Regions from separate parts of the Neogale vison genome. Here region 1 is linked to region 2. Evidence: chromatin contacts called from public Hi-C data. All regions are on one chromosome and are shown on one strand. The core of a region is the stretch at or near the end of the contact, and the rest is flanking DNA. Distances in the headings are between cores, read along the strand shown.

Region 1 (5,693 bases), core at 940-3,439, 160 kb after region 2:
CCCAGCTTGCAGCCAACAATAATTGGAAGCAACTGGAATAACTGGAAGCAACTCTTTTAAAAAAATCTCTAATACTGAATTAAAATAGAATAGATATTATATTCAAGTTTAACAAAGTTCACTATAATATTCCATACAACTTAATCAGTATCTTTCCCTCTTATTTTACATTCAATGATTCCTTTCTTTCAAAAACAAAGACATCACATGGTTTGTGAACACCACCAGTGGTTACAAGTATTTCCTTATCACTTCCCTCAACTTGATTTTTTAAAAAATCAAACTTAAAATGAAGCAAATTAACAGAAGCCACATTCTCTAGAGAGGAAAATGCTGTGTTACTTCATTAAAAAAACAAACAGCCAAGTCATATAAATAAAAATTCACAAAAAGCAGAATCTTCTGAGGTACACTTTAAAAATTATTTCATTTGCCACATAGTCTGGATTCTAACCTGCAAAGCTGTCCTAAGCAAGTCATGTGTGTCCCCTCGGGTCCTTTTAATTCACACCCAACACACTTTCAAAAACTAATACCAACAACAGCAATTAAACCAGACGCAGCCTTTTACAACCAACAGTCCTAAGCTCCAAATAAAATTAACACCCTCCTCAAAAAAAAAAAAAAAAAAAAAGCAAAAGTCAAAATAAAACCAAAAAAGTTCTTAAACTTTCTCTTAGAAGTAGGAGTTCCTCGGTTTTACAATTTTTTTTCTTGTCAGTGGAAAGAGAATGGGAAATCAGTGATAAGAATGAGAACAGTTAGTTCCCAAAAGAGAAGGATGCAGGAATTTACAACTCAGGCTTGGCCTAGAGATCAGCAGGCAAATACACACCAATGCTCAGGGAAAAGCTTTCAAGAAATGTCATTATCTAACGCCAGCCATAAGGCCTTATTTTTTTAAGGCCTAAGGACAGCCCTATACGTGCACCGTACAACACAATCTATCAAAACTATTCTCCAAAAACAATTCCGGAGTTTCCCAAGATGCCCGAAACGTAAAGAGCAAGTCCTCTAGACACCCGCAGGACCGCCTCCTCTCACAGGGGAGGGAGGCCAACTCCTGTGAATCCGAGGGCCACCACGTCAGTTTCGGTGACAGATCCACTGGGAGCATCCGACCGTGATCCGCGCCCTCCCGGGCCGACGCTGCTGCAAGAGGAACAGACATGCAATCTTCAGGGCCCTCCTACTTCCGTTCTCAAAACAGAAATGCACAGTTTCTCCTAGTCCTCACAGCTCAGCCCCGTGCCTCTCAGCGGGGAGAGCTCAAGTGGAAAGAAAAGCAGACAGTCTCTGACCAGGGTGGATAGAACGCTCTTAGTCAAAGCATTTCCCCCCCGCGACTCCGGGGGCAACCGCCAGCGCCTCCCTGAGCGCCCCCGCCCCGGGCAGGGGACACGCAGGCAGCAGCAGCCCCAGGTCGCCCCACTCCTTCCTCCCCGGAGTAAGGGGAGCGGAAAAGCGCAAAGAGGAACTAAGTGAACTGCAAAAGGGTGCCCTGCAAGCTCCTCAAGGAGGGGGTGGGGTGCGAGTGGAAACGGGAAGGAGCGGAAGGAAGGGGCAAGGAGCAGCCAGAGGAAGGGGACGAGAGCGCGCGCCCGCAAAGGGCACGACTCTCCGGGGACGCGGCTGCACCCTGGTTCCTCGAAGCGGACGGGTGCTCCCGGCCTCCCGAGCGCTCCTCCCCGGGCAGAGGCCGAGGAAGCGAGAAGAGGACCTCGTCGGCCCAGCCTCAGCCCTCAGCAAGGGTCGGTCCGGGCTGCAGTGCCCTGGCCGGGTCCGGAGCTGCAACAACGGCCGCTGGCCTCGTCAGAAGACGCGGACCGCAGTGCTCTCCGCGCGCTCAGCGGGCCGGCTTTCACGCCCCCACCCCGGGGGTTGGGGGCGCCCCGGGGTGACGGCAGCCCGGCGCCCGGCGGCCTCGCCGGTTACCTGAAGCGGGGCGAGTCCTTCAGACACTCTTCGAAATCCACCGTCATCTTCATCCTGCCTCCGCCTCGCCTCGAAGGCGGCGCTGGAAGAGCCGAGAGAGCCGCGGGAGCGGCTGCGCTGGGGACCCAGACAGCGACGGCGGGCGCACGGCCGCGACTAGCGCTGCGCGGAGCTGCGGAGGGCGCCTTGCCCGCTGGTCATAGCAGCCGCGAAGACGGTTGCAGCAGCGGCGGCTCGTCAGGCCCCAGTCCGGCCCCTCTTCCTCCCGCCCCCAGCCGAGCGCCGGCCACAGGGAAACCGCCCGGGAGTGACAGCCTCCGCCAGCCAGCCACGAACCCGGCGGCCGGTGGGTGGGGCTTCCGGCAGCACCGCCCGCGGGCGCTCCGGCAACGCACCTGAGCGACGGTAGTTCGAGCCAATGAACAGCGCGACCGTGGGTGCCGCCTTGCCACCGCAGTCCCCGAGGGCCAACCGGGATGCGCAGGAGTCGTTAGGCGGGACGCGCCCGTTGCTGGGAGGCCGGCAGCTGAGGCTCCTTGGGAAGGAAGTCACGTGGCTGAGCGCCGCGCTTCCCGCGGAGCCCCCGCCTCTTCTCAGCCCCGCCCTGCCGAGCTGCCAACGCGGAGGAGCCGCCGCCTGCAGGTCTGAGGACTCCTACAGCTTTGGCAGAATTCTGAAGAGTAGAAATGATCAAAGGAGGAGATAAACTGATCCACCGCCTCCTTGTTTAAAGAAAATGAGGTCGGGAGAGAAGTGAGGGTATCCTTAATGATAAAATCCCTTCCTTCACTTACTGACTTCATCTCTTAATAACTTGGAAGGAAATCTCTCCCACGTTTATCTTCTCATATAACTAAGAGACTACTTCCTGAAGGAGCTGGTATTTGGAGCGAGCATGGAAAGATCAGGATTCCGACAGGCAGGCGAAGTAGGGCGTTTGGTGCGGAGGCAACGCTTTCAAACTCGCAGACAGTCCTCCTTACTGATAACTTTTCTCTCAGTAGCTTTCACCGGTTCAAAGAGGATAGGGTTCTGAAAATCAGCCTCACTTCCTTATTTGCCACACCAGCCCACTGGTCCACAGTTGTTCTAGGAGCCCTCCAAGATATGCATCACCTGATCCGACAAGGCAGGTATTTACCATACTTCTGGTTTTAATATAACATCGACTGTTAAAAAAAAAACACAACAACAATAGATCCATTTTATTTAAATGGAACCCAACCTAAAAAGCATAAGAATATCCATAAAATGGAAGGAAATGTAACAGTATAGTGGCTCTGAGCGAGAGCTTGCAGGCAAACTTTCTGGTTTTGCCTCCTATCTTTTCTTACTGTAAAATGAAGCTGATAGAGTTGCCCTGAAGCTGAAGTAAGAACTCTGAACACAACACAGTGCCACATAGTAACCATTCAGTAAATGCTGGCTATTATAATAACTGTACCACTTTATTCTTCAGTGCTATAATCAAAGTTTAAATGTAAGCCTTCTCACTTCTACTGCCTAAAGTCTTATATAACCATTTTGACCATCTGGCTAAGTGTAGCTCGATGGTAGGATGGTAGGATGTTTTACATAACCAGTGGTTGTATCTTGATCTCTTTAGCACCTTTTAGAAGTTAACTATAATTTTGAGACATTTCAAAGAATATACAAGCATTATATATGTTTCTTCTTTGGTTATAAACTTGGTTTCTTTTTTTATTTTTTTAAGTTTTTTTTTTTAATTCTAATTAGTTAACATACAGGTCTTATATTGATTTCGGGTTTACAATATGGTGATTCAGCACTTCCATATGTCACTGTGCTCATCAGGACAAGTGCGCTCCTTAATCCCCATCACCTATTTCAACCATCCCCCCCTAACAATGATCAGTTTGTTCTCTATAATTAAGAAGCTGTTTCCTGATCTCTCTCTCTCATTTTTTTCCCTTTGATTATTTGTTCTTGTTTCTTAAATTCCACATATGAGTGAATTCATATGGTAATTGGTTTCTTTTTTTTTTTTTAAGATTTTATTTATTTATTTGGGGCACCTGGGTGGCTCAGTGGGTTAAGCCGCTGCCTTCGGCTCAGGTCATGATCTCAGGGTGTTGGGATCGAGTCCTGCATCGGGCTCCCTCCTCAGCATGGAGCCTGCTTCCCTCTCTCTCTCTCTCTCTCTGCCTGCCTCTCTGTCTACTGTGATCTCTCTCTGTCAAATAAATAAATAAAATCTTAAAAAAAAAAGATTTTATTTATTTATTTGACAGACAGAGATCAGAGGCAGGCAGAGAGATAGGAAGGGAAGCAGGCTCCCCGCTGAGCAGATAGCCCCATGCGGGGCTCAATCCCAGGACCCTGGGATCATGACCTGAGCAGAAGGCAGAGGCCCTAACCCACTGAGCCACCCAGGTGCCCCGGTTTCTTTTTTAAATTGAATTGTATATCCCTGGAATCTATCCACATTCTTTTGATAACTGGAAACTATTGGCAGTTAAGACTTAAGTGTCCTCAGACAGTTCAGTTGGTCAAGCCAACCTCTTCTAGATTTATAACTTCTGTGTCAGACTTGGAGAGTTGGCCATTTCTACATTTAATTGTATTCCTGACACATGACAGCTAACCTGTATATACAATAACTTGTTTCAATGCTTCAACATAGTGTAACCTTTTGGAAGAGGCCTAACTTCACACTTTGAGATTCAAAATTAAAAATTCAGCTGCCTGGCACCATCAATGAAAATAACTCAACTAAGCTAATCGTTAATAATGAACATTTTCTTTCTGCAGACAGCTAAATTTATGTACATCCAGTTAGTGATAATGCTATCAAAAAAATTTTTTTCTGGGGCGCCTGGGTAGCTCAGTGGGTTGAAGCCTCTGCCTTCAGCTCAGGTCATGATCCCAGAGTCTTGGGATCGAGCCCCAAGTCCTGGGATGGAGCCCCGCATTGGGCTCTCTGCTCAGCGGAGAGCCTGCTTCCTCCTCTTTCTCTCTGCCTGCCTCTCTGCCTACTTATGATCTCTGTCTGTCAAATAAATAATAAAATAATTTTTTTTAAATTTTTTTCTGCCCTGTGGTAAACCAAGCATTTGGGGTTGTCAACCGTAGGGTATGTCCTAAATTTGAAAATACTGGAAGTGGGTTAGGGTGGGAATAGTGAGTCTTAGAAGTATAATACTATTATTCTTTGAGTAATGAAAACCAAGGCCCCAAGGTATAGAAATAACTGGCTGGGAGACTCAAGCTAACTACAGGTCCCATGTCACCAGACTCTTAACAGCAAACCACCCGTTGTCCTCTTTAGAATTTGGCCTTTATAGGTGTGGCTCTATCTCCCTGTAAAACAGCTCCTTTTCATCCATTTCATTTTAAAGATGCAGCTCAAATGCCACTTCTTTCAAGAAGCCTTCTCAGTTTGCCAAAATACAGACTTCTCTTTTCAACACACAGTGAAAGTTAGTAAAGGATATAAGTGATCAGACCTTAAATCTCACAAATATCTTTTCCCCCGACTTCCCAGTCCCTTCCTCCGAAACTTCTGGAACCCTGTGTACCCATAGCCCTTCCTTCCCAGAATAATTCTGATTTCCTCTGAAGATTTTTTTTTTTTTAGATTTTATTCATTTATTTAGAGAGAGAGCATGTGCGCATGCGCGTGCACTTGTTGGGGGGTGGGCAAAAGGGAGAGGGAGCAAGAATCCCAACCAGACTCCCAAGCTGAGCACTAAGCCCATCATGGGGCCCAATCTTACAACACTCGGATCATGACCTGA
Region 2 (5,733 bases), core at 707-3,206:
AAATCTTTAAAAAAAAAAAAAAAAGAACCTGGATTCTGGGTCTCTTACAGCATGAAGTCCGGGCCCGGGAGCCCTTCCCTGACTATGGTGGGTGCTCCAGACAGGTTTACTTGTTCTGGGCAAGAGACAGACTTTGTGGGCTATGAGGAGAAGCAGGAATGGAAAGCTGTGGAAGGCTGGGCACAGACGGTCCCCAAGTCTAGGGACATTCCCGGGACGGTGAAAGCTAAGTATAGAGTGGCCAAGGGCCCAGGAGGAAAGGAAGGACATCCTGGGCAGAGAACTCATCCTTAAAAGGCACATTCAGCACACTCAAGATCTAAGGTGCACACAGGAGGACGAAAAGCAAGGCTGGAGAGAAGGGCCAGGCCCACAACGCAGCCTTCCTGAAAGCTGGAACTTGAGCTGCCAGAGACCCCTGAACCTTGCAGGATCCGGGCAGCAGCTCCCCCATCAATCACTGGACACAAACACATGGAACATTACTCTTACCTCACTACCCATTCCCCCACTATCAGTCTCCATCCTTTAAGATCACCTCCTAGTCTTATCCAAAAATCAGACCTTGGATGCCCTCTGTGCAACTATGAGGTCAAAATGAGGCTAGCAACTTGACTGAAGCAATTAACACTAAGCCAGGAAGCTCATCTCTGACAAGCAGAGCTGGGATATCATGGGAGATGAGGGAGAGAGGTGGGAGCAGAGCTGCCAACGAAGCAGGTTGGTCCAGCCTGGGACAAAGTGGCTAGCTCTGCTGTGCACGCCCCAGATCGTATCTGTACCTCTTAGAGCTTCTGCTTCCTCCCTCAGAGTGACTGGTGGCTTCTCTAAATAGGTTCGTGACCCTAGAGACTAGGTAAGAAGAAGGTACAGAGAGGGAATGAGGTGGTTCACAATGTCTGGGTTTCGGCTTAGGCAGTTCTGACTTTAATACGAGAAATATCACTGCAACTTCAATTCACGCGACCTCACTAAGACCCTGGCCACAGACTTCGCATCAGAGGACTACAGCCTTCAAATGACCCGTTCCAACCGCAAAAGTCAAAGATTGAGAATAAAAAGTGCAGACTGCGAAGGCAGTGCGGAATCCTGCAACGCCAGCAGAGAGGGGGCGAGCCAAATCTCGGCAGAAGAGGGACTTAACGGGTGGGGCACGGGTCAGGGTAGTGAGTCCACGCCCCGCAGCACTCCCACACCGGCTGAGTGCTTCTGGCTCCTGGGCACGCCTCCCGAAGGCTGCCTCCAGCACACCGAGAAACACGTTTCCACGTTTCAGGCAAAGCTGGGGCAATGGGGGGTGGGGAGGGACAGATGAATGTATAGGGTGGGCCATCCGCCGGGAGCCCCCGGCCGCAGCCCCGCTCACCTTGCACTTGAAGCCGGCGGCTGGCGGCAACAGTTCCCGCAGCAGGGCCTTGGCCACCTCACGACTGGCCTCCTCGCTCACGAAGTGCAGGTTAAGCACCTCGTGCGCCTCGAACTTAGCGAGGCGCAGCAGGGAGCGGAGCGCGACGCGGGCCTTGGCCTGCAGCGCGGCGTTGTGTTCCGCCTTGGTGAACATCATCAGCAGGTGATAGTCCACCGGCCCCGGCCCGCCGCCCTCCAGGCTCTTGGCCTTGGCCCCCAGGACAGGCGCCACGGAGCCCCGCGCCAGCTCCGGCGCGGGCGGCGAGGGCACGGCGGGGGCCCCGGCGCGGGCCTCCTTCAGCCTCTTGGTGGCGCTGGAGAAGGTCTCCCGGCCCGAGCCGAGGTAGTAGAAAGCACAGACGGCCAGCGCCGCGGCCAGCAGCAGCGCGCAGTAGTGGGAGCGCACAGCGGCCAGGCGCGCCATGGCCCGAGAGCACGAGGGCCCGCCTCGCCGACCCATACACCACCCGCCCGGAGACAGAGCAGTGGGGGAGCGGGAGCGGACACCAGCACCCTGGCAGCCACTTAGTGACCCAAGCGGCGGGCAGCGGCCATGGCGGGGGCGGGGCCTCTGTGCCCGGAGCCAATCCGCGGGTGCTGATGCGCGGAGAGGCGGGGCCAGGGCTGCTTGGCAGCCGCTGGGTCCTAGATTTAGCGGGATTCAAGACGGGAAGGATCGGGCAGTGGGTGAGGACTGAGACTTCGAGAAAGCCAGCGGGGCTGCAAGGAAGGTCTGTTGAAATTGGGCGTCCTAAATGTCCAGACCCAGACGCTAGAAATCGAAGCTGTGCCTTGAAAGGTATAGAGGCGCCCCAACGCAGGACGTTCGTTAGCAAAAACACTAAACTGGACGCACAAAAAGGGAAAAATTTTATTTCTGAACCTTTCTCCCCGAAATGTTTGGAGGCTTGAAGTCCTCTCCCCGCCGACTCCTTTCACACCTGGGAGACTAGCTGGGGCTAGGGAATTTAAACACGCTCCTTCCTCATTCACGGTAAATGAGAAATGCCACCTAAGGTGCAAATGGCCTGCCCAACCCACTGGCACCTGAGGCCAAGTAAAGGATGTGGCCAGCAGGGGGACCCCGCTGCCCACGACTTGAAGATAGTTTCCAAAGTCCCAGGAAGTAACGCTGGAGGCTTTTATAATACCTTAAGACTTAGAATCTCAAGACGTGCCAAGTCGTTTTTCAAAATTTTAACTGAGGCACACTGAGGTAACTTGCCCAGGGTCACTCGGCTTTGACCTTAGACAGCTGGGACACTTGACAACTACATAAAAACTCATTAACTTCAGTCTTCTAAGGACTGATGATAATACTACAGCATTTAAACATGTACAAATGATCTGCATTCTTGAAGGTCGCGGAGGTGAAAATGCATGGGCAAATGCACATACGAATTATCACTCAGCCGTTTACTGTGCCATGCTCTTATTGGTGAAAGTGACTGGTACCCAGAACTACAACGCATCTTTTTTTTTTTTTTTAACGATTTTTAAATTTATTTGACAGAGAAAGAGAACAAGTAGAGTGGCAGGCCGAAGGAGAGGTAGAAGCAGGCTCCCCACCGAGCAGGGAGCCTGATGCCTGGCTCGATTCCAGGACCCTGGGATCATGACCTGAGCCAAAGGCAGCCACTCAACCGACTTAAACACCCAGGCGCCCCACAATGCATCTCATTTTTAACTCTTGTTTTTTTCAATCGGAGTAACAGTTTTCTGGGGAAAAAAAAAAAAAATTGGAACTCTAAAGTGGGCTGAGTGAAAAGATCAATACATACTAATTACCTTGTGGGGGTAGGAAGGTAACCCAGTAGCTAAATTAACTCACTCAAGTGATGGGCTCTTACTTTATTTAATCCTCACAACCCTAAGAAGCAGAGGTATTATTTGCACTTTACAATTGAGGAAATTGAGGTTTAGAGCATATATTGCACGAACTTAGCTGGCTAGTAATAGAGCCAGATCTCAACCCAAATCTTACTTCTGCCAATGCATAAGCTTTTAGCCAAGACTCACACTGAAAGCAATAATTCAAGCCCTGGGTTGTGTGTATGTTACCACAACCTTCAGCAGATATTGGTTACAAGAGCAAGTTCTCCAAGTTAATCTAACATGACTAATTATTAGACTTCAGACAGGATCCTTAATCTGAGCTTCAATAAGATCCATTTGGAAAACAGGGTTAATACTAGTACCTGAGCCTTATAGGATTATAAGACAATACATAAAAAGCAGTTAGAACTGTGCCTAACACTTAGCAAACAATATAAAATATGCTAGAAACACCAAACTCTACAAAAGGGCAAAATAGCCAACAAGTACCCAAATATAGCGACCATAGCTTTTCTAGGGTAATTACAAATACCAAACTACAAATGTCCTTTAAGACTTTATTATATGTTCCGTATTATCACCACAGCAGTGTGCTACAGCTATATTATATTCTAATTGTTCACTAGTAAAAATTCTGGAGTTGTGGCCCTCATCTTCACATCAATAATGTGGTTTTTCCTTACGCCAGTTATTCTAGAACTTATTCAATTATTTTACTTTTCAGACCTTTACAAGATCACTACTCCTGGTATTTATGGATAAAAGAGGAGTGACAAGATAATTTAAATTTTACATAGAAAGGAAAATACTTGAGACTAGTCTTAACTTCATGTTAATTTTTTATTCCCAATTCTTTTGACCATAAAGAAAAATGTTGCAACTTCCTGAAATATATTGCTAGCTGGAAACTAAAACAGGAGTTGAATGAAGGTGGCCATTTATTCAACAGGTAACAAGTGACCCCTGAGTATCAAGCACGTAGTGCCTAAGGATTACACCAGTGAAAGAAAACAGAAATCTCTGCCCTCATAGAGCTTATATACTAGCAGGAGAAAATAGAATAAGGAAAGGTATGTAGTGTGTCAGTTTTCACTTTGGTCAAGACTTCTGACCAGATATTAGAGGTAATTGGTTTCTCCATCTGTAATATTGGGTAGATGATCGGACTTTTTTCATATTGACTAGTACCCAATACTGTCAAGGATATAGAGAAAGATAAACTTTCCTTTACAGCAGATGAAGGGTACTTTTCTGGAAGGCACTCTGGCAATAACTAAAATCTTTCTGTGCCCTAAGAGCACTCTCAATTCTTTCCTGAATGTTTCTCTCCAAGACGGAAGTTCCCAGATTTTGGTTGGCCTTGGAAGCACCTGGGGAGCTAGGTAAAAACACAGAGAATCAGGCATTATGAATCATCAGTGAGCCTGGGCCTCAATAGTACATCTTTTACAGACCAAAGTTTCTAAAGCACTGCCTTAGATCTTTGCACAGCCAAACTCTCCTTCTGCGTCAGACCTTAACTTAGATGTCATTGCCTTGATGAGTGGTCTCTAAACACTGAGCCATTCAGTGTCCAGGTGAGGCACTATCCTCCAACAATCCCACGAGGGCCAGCTCTAAACTATTCAGTCCCATTCTTCTCCATTCCAAAAAGCAAGATGTCAAGAAAATAGAAGTACATCTATCTTTTATTTTTTTGACTGTAATATCCCCAATACCTGACTCATTGAATGAGCCTCAAAAATATATCTGCCCATTGTGAATCAGCATTTTTACTTCTGGGAATTCATCCTGAGGAAATAATTAAGAATGTATGCAAACATTTAGCCATAAGGATAAAACAGAGCTAGATTTAGGAAGGCAAGAAATTAGAATCAAATATTCATCAATAAAGTGGTTAAACAAAAATAATGATGCTGTTATTAAAAAAGTGATGTGTTCGACAAACTGCAAGTGGAAACTTTTCAAAATTAATGAGGAACTTAGAGGAGACACAGACCTATTAGCCAACTGTAATGAATGGAACTTCTATGAATTCTAACTTGAAGAATCTATTTTTTATTTTTATTTTAATTAATTTATTTTTTTTGTGTTAAGAATCTATTTTTTAAAAGCACATTTGATATAATCGGGTCAATTTGAATACTGACTATATAATTTTATAGTTTAAGGAAATGAGATATTGTGATTGACTCTTTTCTTTTAGAGATACATACTGAATGATTTGTTAGTGAAATGTCTGAGATTTGATTCAAAATCTGGGAAAGAGAAAAAATGGGTGGTAGTATTGATAAAACAATGTTAGCCATGAGCTACTAGCTATTGAAATTATTCTACTTTGTTTATGCTTGAAATTTTCCACAATAAAGACTACTGAAAATCCTCCCCAGACACTTAGTCACTTAAAGATCTGTTCCCCATTTATTAAGTGAAAGACGCAGGTAACAGTATGGTCCCACTGTATATTAACAAAAATACACATACCCAAAG

Evidence for each region. Hi-C and Micro-C count contacts between places; a contact is called where the count stands out from the background.
Region 1: a contact with region 2 is called in a Hi-C map of muscle, with 5 times the contacts expected there. The contact joins the promoter of ACAP2 here to the promoter of XXYLT1 in region 2. A contact is called at or near these places in 2 of 3 Hi-C or Micro-C datasets (fibroblasts and muscle).

What each region holds. Positions count from the first base shown.
Region 1 is chr6:116,961,618-116,967,310 of ASM_NN_V1, forward strand. It overlaps ACAP2 (arf-GAP with coiled-coil, ANK repeat and PH domain-containing protein 2), which reads right to left and starts at 2,190. Exons shown (of 25, transcript XM_044252040.1): 1 at 1,936-2,190. The coding sequence starts at 1,988.
Region 2 is chr6:116,797,682-116,803,414 of ASM_NN_V1, forward strand. It overlaps XXYLT1 (xyloside xylosyltransferase 1), which reads right to left and starts at 1,957. Exons shown (of 4, transcript XM_044252038.1): 1 at 1,367-1,957. The coding sequence starts at 1,867.